Regions from separate parts of the Lactuca sativa genome. Here region 1 is linked to region 2. Evidence: chromatin contacts called from public Hi-C data. All regions are on one chromosome and are shown on one strand. The core of a region is the stretch at or near the end of the contact, and the rest is flanking DNA. Distances in the headings are between cores, read along the strand shown. Region 1 holds the start of LOC111916888 (basic leucine zipper 34). Region 2 holds the start of LOC111916889 (homogentisate 1,2-dioxygenase).

Region 1 (4,317 bases), core at 1,093-3,592, 140 kb after region 2:
TGGAATCCTCTAGCTTCTTCTTCTTCTACAAGATTCAAATCACACAAAGTTCACTAAAAATGGCTCACAAACTCACACAAAGCTCTAGGGTTTCGTAGATTCGGGTTTGGGACTTGGAGGCTGGAAATGAGACCATAAAGTGGGGATTTAGTGCTTAAATAAGGTGCAAAACCCCGAAAGTAGGGTTTCACTCTGGCAGATCTACTCGCCGAGTTGAGGGCTCTCAACTCGTCGAGTAGATTGCTTAAAACTCGTGTCCCTTTCTTGTCTCTACTCGACAAGTTTTGGGCTACAAACTCGTCGAGTTGCTCTATAAAAATGAATAAATTATAATTAAATGTGTACCAGGAATCAGACGTTACAATATTCCTTGAACCACTTGATTTCTTCATAACTTGCACCAAATGAAGCAAGAAGGTTTGAGATCGACCCCTAGGGTTTCTATTGAGCTTGAATCAACATATAATCTCCTCTTTTCCTCCTATACTTCTCATTTGACTGAAACCTCCTCTTTTCCTCCTATACTTCTCATTTGACTGAAACGAAGCGGATGAATTTCTTATTTTCGGATTTGTCATATTTGGTCCTTCAAGTTTTGGCTAAAACCCACCAAACGTCAACATTTATGCTTTTAAGTTAAGTTTTGATATAATAATTCATTCTTCATCCATTTTATAACTTTTTTAGTCCCTTCGATTAATTGAGTCAACTCTTTGGTCAACCCACTTTGCCAAATTGACATTTTTGACCCTTTAACTTTTAAAATGTTGTTATTTTTACTTCTAACTTTCTAAACTTCATATCAAATATTGACATGATTATTCTTTTATGATTAAACTATTTAAATCATATTGCATTTATTTACTTTATTAATTTAAAAACCTAATTTTAAATTTTAGGATTTTATATAAAAGAACTAATGTTGAGCACTAAATAATATAATCAATTCAACAATAGATTAATGGAATTGTTGTGATAACCAAGGATCTATGTTTTCAACCATAAGTATTTCTTCGGTAACCAGTAATCCAGTAAAGGCTATTGCAGCATGAGGTTGCCTTAGGGTCGGGATCTAAAGGAAACTCGATTTCACTTGATGGGAGTTGTCTTTACCCCACTTAATTGTTCTTTTCTCCTTACTTTACAATACCACTTGGTTATTAAAATATGCCAATTTGATGTATGAAAATGTTAAATTTTTATGGATAAATAAACAAAAGAATTGTTATTTTGCTACAAAGTAACAAGCGTAATAGTAAAAAATAATTAACTTTTGAAAATGATTTTGTATTAGTATGCCTCCTGAATATTTTTTTCTTAATGTTATCTGTTAGTTCTAATTTTGCATATCAATAACCACATCTTCAAATGAATGCACAGTTTATAAATAGACAATTAAAAATTAAATTAACTTTTTCAAAAACAAATTATCATATGAATAATACTTCATATAATACTTGAACGATTCGGTAATCGTAATCGATAATCTTGAGTAATTGTTTCAATTGGGGGATCACATCCTACACATCTTCTTCGATTTCGAGCCAATGCAAAGCGCAAATTTTAAGATCGATGCAACCTCTCAAGTGTGCGTGATTATCAACTAAATCTTATAAAAGGTCGAGATCTCCTCGTCTTCTACGCGAAGAGCACGATTCTTGATTTTTTGTTTTACCACCTTAAATTTAGGTTGTTACACACCTTTGACCTCTCCATTCTCATCCGAACATGCAACATTCTTAGAGCTTGACATGTCGATATTAAGGGGTGGTGATTATTGACGTGTCTCAGCAAATATTGAGGTCCGGTCGAAGGCATTCACCAAAGCCTAAGAGACTTGTGTAGTTGCACAAAATTATAGCCGACACTTGACATTCATGCATGGGGTGTTGAGGGAGACAAGGTAAACAGCTACATAAAACCTAATTTTTTTTTAAGATAGAATATTTTTATTTTAAATTATACATATTTATTTAAAAATAAAAAAACTCATAATATCTTTTTATTTTTCTGATTCGTCCTGTAAATTACCATCCTACACCCAGGCATCTTTTTGACCAAATTCCATTCGACCTAAAAGTGACTCAAAATATTCCCAACTAAAGGTTCGTATTGTTTCCTATAATCCAATTTGTGACTTCATTTACGTTTCTTTAACGCAAAGAACACAAACATAATTAAATGTGAATTAATAGGATAATTAAGAGCTTTATAGATATTAATAGGTATTTAACTATATTAAACTATTGTAAATGGTGAAAGAGATATGTGTCACATCAGCACGTGGTGTTGAGATTCCGCCAGTTAGTTTTCCCATTAAACTACCGCGGATTTTCCCAAGTGAAACCGTTGGGAACTCTTTTCTCTCTCACACACACACCCACTTAGCTGTTGCTAGCTGTCATAATCCTTTCATCCATGTGACTCACCTCCTTCTTACTTCTTACTTCTTCCTTCTTCCTTCTTCCCTCCAACAATACAATATTACAATCCCCTATTTACATTCACCCCGAAATCTCAATCGATCAATCATTACTTGTTGATGATATATGTATTCCAACATATAGATCGTTTTTCAAGGTTTTTTTTTTGAGCTTTTAGTTTTGGAATCTGTTGATTTGAAGTGTTTTTGAAGGTGGAATTTGATTTTGCATGGCGCAATTGCCGCCAAAAGCGCCAACAATGGCGCAGAAGTGGCCGTCATTTTCCTATCAGACGATGCAGCCGATGATGCCGATGTCAGCCTCGCAACCGCCGAGCTGGATGGACGATTTCCTTGATTTTTCTTCAGCTAGGAGGAACGCTCACCGGAGATCCGCCAGCGATCCGATTGCATTCGTTGAAACTCCGTTTATTAACGAATGTCGTAACTCTAATAGCAATGATCCCTCGATGATACCTTGCTCAAATAATAACGGATTTGAGCGTTTGGATGATGAGCAGCTTAGCTCCATGTTTTCCGACGACGTCGCCGCGAATCTTCACTCGACGAGGTCATCGTCTTCGCCATCGGAACAAAATAGCGACAATGACGAACGTAGACCATCGCCGCCTCAGGAACAACCGCCGTCGCAACTGAAGAGTGAGCCGGGAGAGGTAGAAGACGGTGGCGGATACGAACACGACTCAGATTCCGGTAAGCTTCCGTTTACTTTCTCCAGCGACGGCGGCACCATCGTTGATCCAAAAAGGGTTAAAAGGTACAATTTACATTCCATAAAGTACAACTCCTCTGTCGTACCTTATCATAAATATCTCAATTCTACTCATATACATCTTGCTTGAACAACAAGCTAATCGAGTTGCATTCAATAAACATCAGACAATCATCATCAATCATTCAGTGTGATTAACGATCTCATGATGCTAATTACGTTATTAATTAAAATTAACCATCAGGATATTAGCAAATCGTCAATCTGCCCAGAGATCAAGAGTCAGGAAGTTGCATTACATTTCTGAACTCGAACGCAGTGTAACAACTCTACAGGTAATCATCTTAAGTTCTTAATCATAATCTAGATCATTTATTGCATGAATCATTGCAATTTGCAAATTAAATACATTTTCCTATATGTTCATATATGAAGACGGAAGTATCAACATTGTCACCACGTGTCGCATTTCTAGATCATCAAAGGTTGATTCTAAACGTTGATAACAGCTCGCTTAAACAACGAATTGCTGCTTTGGCTCAAGACAAGATCTTCAAAGATGGTAATTTTTCAAATTAGTTAACGAAAATCAATGATTTGTCGATTACAATCTTACGAAAACTTCAGACAAAAGTTACACCAAAATCTCAATTTTGGTACTTAATTATTAATTGCAGCTCATCAAGAAGCATTAAAGAAGGAGATAGAAAGATTGAGAAGAGTTTATCATGAACAAAACATGAACAACAACAACAAGACGGAGAACATCACCACCGGGTCACCGGCATTAATGGTGTCTCCGCCGCCGCCGGCGGCATCGGTGAGTGGTACGGATGAGAGGTGAGTGACCTCGGATCTGGTAATTAGAAAGGAATGAAATGAATAATGGGAGTGTGTGTGGGGGTGCTGCTAAAATGCGCCCATGCAGGCACGTGACCTGTTTGAAGTCTTTTTTTGGTGGTGGGGGAGTGTGGTCCCATGATTGGCATGTGACTATTTTAATATAACATGGCTTCTTTTAGTTCTTTATGCTTTGGTTTCAAAAGAAGAAAGGGTAATTATGTCTCTTACTTGTCTTTTTGCCACTTTTTAATTGGCTTCCAAATTTATTTATTTATTTAGATTCTTTTTCTTAAAGAATAGGGATTGTGGGGGTATTAGT
Region 2 (4,315 bases), core at 530-3,029:
GTATGTTATGGTTGAAATTTTAATGTAAATTAGATTAGATTCATATTATCGATCATATGTTATGAAAGGTAATATATATAATATTTAATTAACTATTGTATATATGTTTGTATGTTCATGTTGCTTCAAAATAATAATTAATTAAAAATCATTGATATGTCATATTATCCATATTATCCATGTAAGCATTTTTTAAAATGCAAATTGTCTATCTTATCACCTTTTTAGTATATGTTTAACATTTTAATTATAATAATAAGTGTTTTTTAAAAGTTTCTTTCACTTATTAATAATAACAGGTAATTTTAAAATTAATAAGCAATAATTATAAATAATAAAATCAAATTACATAGATATGTCATATTATCCATGCAAGACTTTTTTGAAATGCAAATTGTCTATCTTAATACTTTATTATTTAGTGTATGTTTCACATTTTAATAATAATATTAAGTGTTTCTTAAAAGACTTCTTTAACTTATTATTAATAATAAGTGGTTTAAAATTAATGAATAACAATTTTAAATGATAATAATATCAAATTATAAATTACATTTAGCTATAAATAAATTGTATTTTAAATGAACATCATTATTGAAATTAGAAAATGATCGCATAAGTAAAAATATAATTAATCAATAATAATAATTGTTAAATATAATACTAAATAGATAATTATATTTAATTCTATTAATGAGGAATGTGAGTTGATGTCAATGAATATTATTATTAAAAATTATATATATATATATATATATATATATATATATATATATATATATATATATATATATATATATAAATTAGTGTAAAAATATTATCTTAAAGTTAATGACAATAACATAATCATTTTAAACATATATTTTTCAATATTTTAACAATATATTTTTAATCTTTGTCGCGCAACGCGCGAGAATTCGTCTAGTGTTATATATAGGAGGACCACGTTACCGAATTGAATCATTTTACTTGTTAACCAATTTCAAAATTCAAATCAAGAATACATTCCGAACAAAAAGGTCATTTAAAAAAAAAATCTAAATGATTATTTAAAAAAAAAGAAACCACAAAAAATGGTGAGATTACTTAATTTCCAACATTTTCTCTGTTAAATCTCTTAGAGATTTAATGGATAATAATTTGGATATCCATAATCATATGTGAGATTTTCATGGGGTGAAATGGGTTCCAATTAAAGTGAATTGTTTCCTTTGGAGGCTGCTTTGCAATAGAATTCCGGTGGCTTGCAAGCTTGTGGAAAAAGGAATTTTGTTGGATTCTGTTACTTGTCACTTCTGCAGGGAAATAGAGGAATCAGTTGAGCATATTTTTTCACAGTGCTCGTTCTCAAAAAAGATATGGTCTTGGTTTAGTAATTGGAGTGACTTACTGCCTAGCATTCCCAATAATTATGATGAGCTTAAAAAAACTGTTTTGATTTCCTCGGGCATTAATAAGAAGAGACTGAAGCTCAGATTGATGTTAATATACTCGGTGTTGTGGTGTATATGGAGAACTCGCGATGACTTTGTTTTTAAGAAGAAGAGATGTTCGCATCTCAAGACGACAGATGATATTCAAATTCTTGCTTTCAATTGGGTTAAAAATAGATCGAAGTTTAATTCTATCTCGTGGTTTAATTGGAGTCTTTAATGCATTTGCCGTTCAAAAAAAAAATTAATTTCCTTTTTATTTTGATATGTGATGTGATTAGCCGTTTCTACTCGTTATAACATTTATTGACGGCGAAGACTATCGACTACACGTCAGTATATATCTGCATCTCCCTCCCAACGTGACACCTTTAGTTCGTTTATAATGAACTGAATCTTATTTTTCCCTCATTTCTTCTGATTCCTGTTCTCGATGGCTCCCAAATCTTCCGACTTCCCTTCTGCAGATTCCGACTACCAGTCCGGCTTCGGAAACCACTTCTCATCGGAGGCGATAGCCGGAGCTCTCCCTCAAGGTCAAAACAGTCCACTGGTTTGCCCCCTTGGTCTCTACGCCGAACAGATCTCCGGCACCTCTTTCACCGCTCCTCGCAAGCTCAATCAACGAAGGTCCAGTACTTACTCACTTTATACGCATCATTTTATATTTTTGTTTAAACAACTTTTCTAGTATGGAAGAGTTCCATTAAATCACGCTTCTGCTTCTTCTAGTGTTTTCCTGTTTTTTGAAGTTAATATTCACAATTATCCATACCGATTTTAGTTAATCGTTGTACATGAAGTTCCTATTCGATCTTTTGCGATTCTAGGTATTGCTTATGCAAATTCGAGTGAACAACTCTTTGTTCTGTGACTTAGTTTTTTGGTCGGGAAGTATATCTGAAGAGTCGTGTAAGATGTAAATTGTTAAAATAACTTGGTTCACTAGTCTGATAATCGTAGATCATTGGTTCATTATGCTTGATCAATCTAATCGACCGTTATTCGTTTAAATTTAGTTTCGATTTAAGTTCTGTAAGAGCATGCCTTCTACAAATTCAACCAACTTCCAATTTGCATCGGATTCATATAATCATATACATACTAATTGCTGAATACTAAACTCAAAATACATGAATACTGGCGCCTAATTGTTACATCTCACAGTATTTTGATTCATATAAGATTTGGTTTATGATTTTCGCAACATCCAATTTTTTCACATGTTCATGCTATTTCTGTTTCAACAGTTGGCTATATCGGATCAAACCTTCAGTCACACACGAACCATTTAAACCAAGAGCTCCCAAACATGAGAAGCTACTAAGTGAATTCAGCCAGGTCAACAGTGCAATTAACCCCACACAAATTCGATGGAAACCTGTTGATATTCCTGATGAACCAACAGACTTTGTTGATGGGCTCTATTCTGTATGTGGAGCTGGTAGTTCATTCCTTAGACATGGTTTCGCCATTCACATGTAACATATGCTTCAAATGTTGTACCTTATACAATCTGGCATTCGTTTACTGCATTAAGTGTTGTCTTCATGATCATGTAGGTACACTGCAAACATATCTATGGAAAACTCTGCTTTCTGCAATGCAGATGGCGACTTCTTGATAGTTCCTCAAACTGGAAGTAAGTGTCCACATTTTCAACGCATCTTTTTACCCTTCATGATTATGGAACTTGTGATTATAAATTTATAAATTATAATAAAACATTTTTATTTTTAGGGTTGTGGGTCACTACAGAATGTGGAAAACTACAAGTTTCACCTGGTGAAATTGTAATCCTCCCTCAAGGATTCCGGTTTGCTATTGATTTACCAGATGGCCCTTCGCGTGGTTATGTTGCTGAAGTTTTTGGTACTCATTTCCAACTCCCTGATCTTGGGCCAATAGGTAATTAACCTACTACTATGAACTATCCCTTGTATCTCTATAAGGGTATTTTTGTCTTTTTTAACTTGGTGTTGCTTTTAGGTGCAAATGGGCTTGCTTCCCCAAAGGATTTTCTTGTCCCCACAGCTTCATTTGAACAGGAATCTCGTCCAGGTTATACAATTATACAGAAATTTGGTGGTGAACTTTTTACTGCTAGACAAGATTTTTCACCATTCAATGTTGTTGCTTGGCATGGCAATTATGTCCCTTATAAGGTACACATTTTTTTCATTATAGTTTCTTATGTATGTTTGATTTACAATCATGAGTAAATTACATTTTTGGTCCCCGAGTATAGCTTCTTTTCTCCATTTTGGTCCCAATGAGTTTTCTCGTACAATTTTGCTCCTTATTTGAAGTTTTTATAACGCTTTTAGTCCCTGTATCAAGTAAATTGATTTTTATATAGCCTATATCCAAGGACCATAGTCATTATACTTGGAATATGAACCAAAAATGTCGCAAGAACCTCAAGAGAGATGATAATTGCAAAATTCAACAATACTCAGGGACCAAACTTGTAATTTACTCTATATCTAAGTATATATATAAAGATTTACATGTATTTTGTTTGCAGTATGATCTAAGCAAGTTTTGCCCGTATAATACGGTTTTGGTTGACCATGGTGATCCATCAATAAACACGGGTGAGTGTGATTTTCTTTTAGTAAATGAGATAATTTTTGTTCATTTACAAGATTGATTTATATGTTTTATGATATGGGTTAAGTGTAAGAAATAGCAATGTATTTTGATAATGATATAATAAAGGATTCATTTTGTAAATTTTAATGCAGTGTTGACCGCACCAACTGATAAACCTGGGGTTGCATTGCTTGATTTTGTGATATTTCCTCCACGGTGGTTGGTGGCGGAGCATACTTTTAGACCTCCTTACTACCACCGCAATTGTATGAGTGAATTTATGGGTC

What was found. A called contact is a pair of places that touch in the nucleus more often than the background predicts.
Region 1: a Hi-C map of leaf shows a contact between it and region 2, with 4 times the contacts expected there. The contact joins the promoter of LOC111916888 here to the promoter of LOC111916889 in region 2. A contact is called at or near these places in 2 of 4 Hi-C or Micro-C datasets (both in leaf).

Annotation. Positions count from the first base shown.
Region 1 is chr9:179,200,783-179,205,099 of Lsat_Salinas_v11, forward strand. It overlaps LOC111916888 (basic leucine zipper 34), which reads left to right and starts at 2,343. Exons shown (of 4, transcript XM_023912543.3): 1 at 2,343-3,200; 2 at 3,400-3,490; 3 at 3,591-3,717; 4 at 3,833-4,317. The coding sequence starts at 2,653. The coding sequence ends at 3,999.
Region 2 is chr9:179,060,105-179,064,419 of Lsat_Salinas_v11, forward strand. LOC111916889 (homogentisate 1,2-dioxygenase) reads left to right here and starts at 1,780. Exons shown (of 9, transcript XM_023912544.3): 1 at 1,780-2,063; 2 at 2,684-2,914; 3 at 2,996-3,075; 4 at 3,174-3,341; 5 at 3,423-3,598; 6 at 3,961-4,030; 7 at 4,181-4,315. The coding sequence starts at 1,867.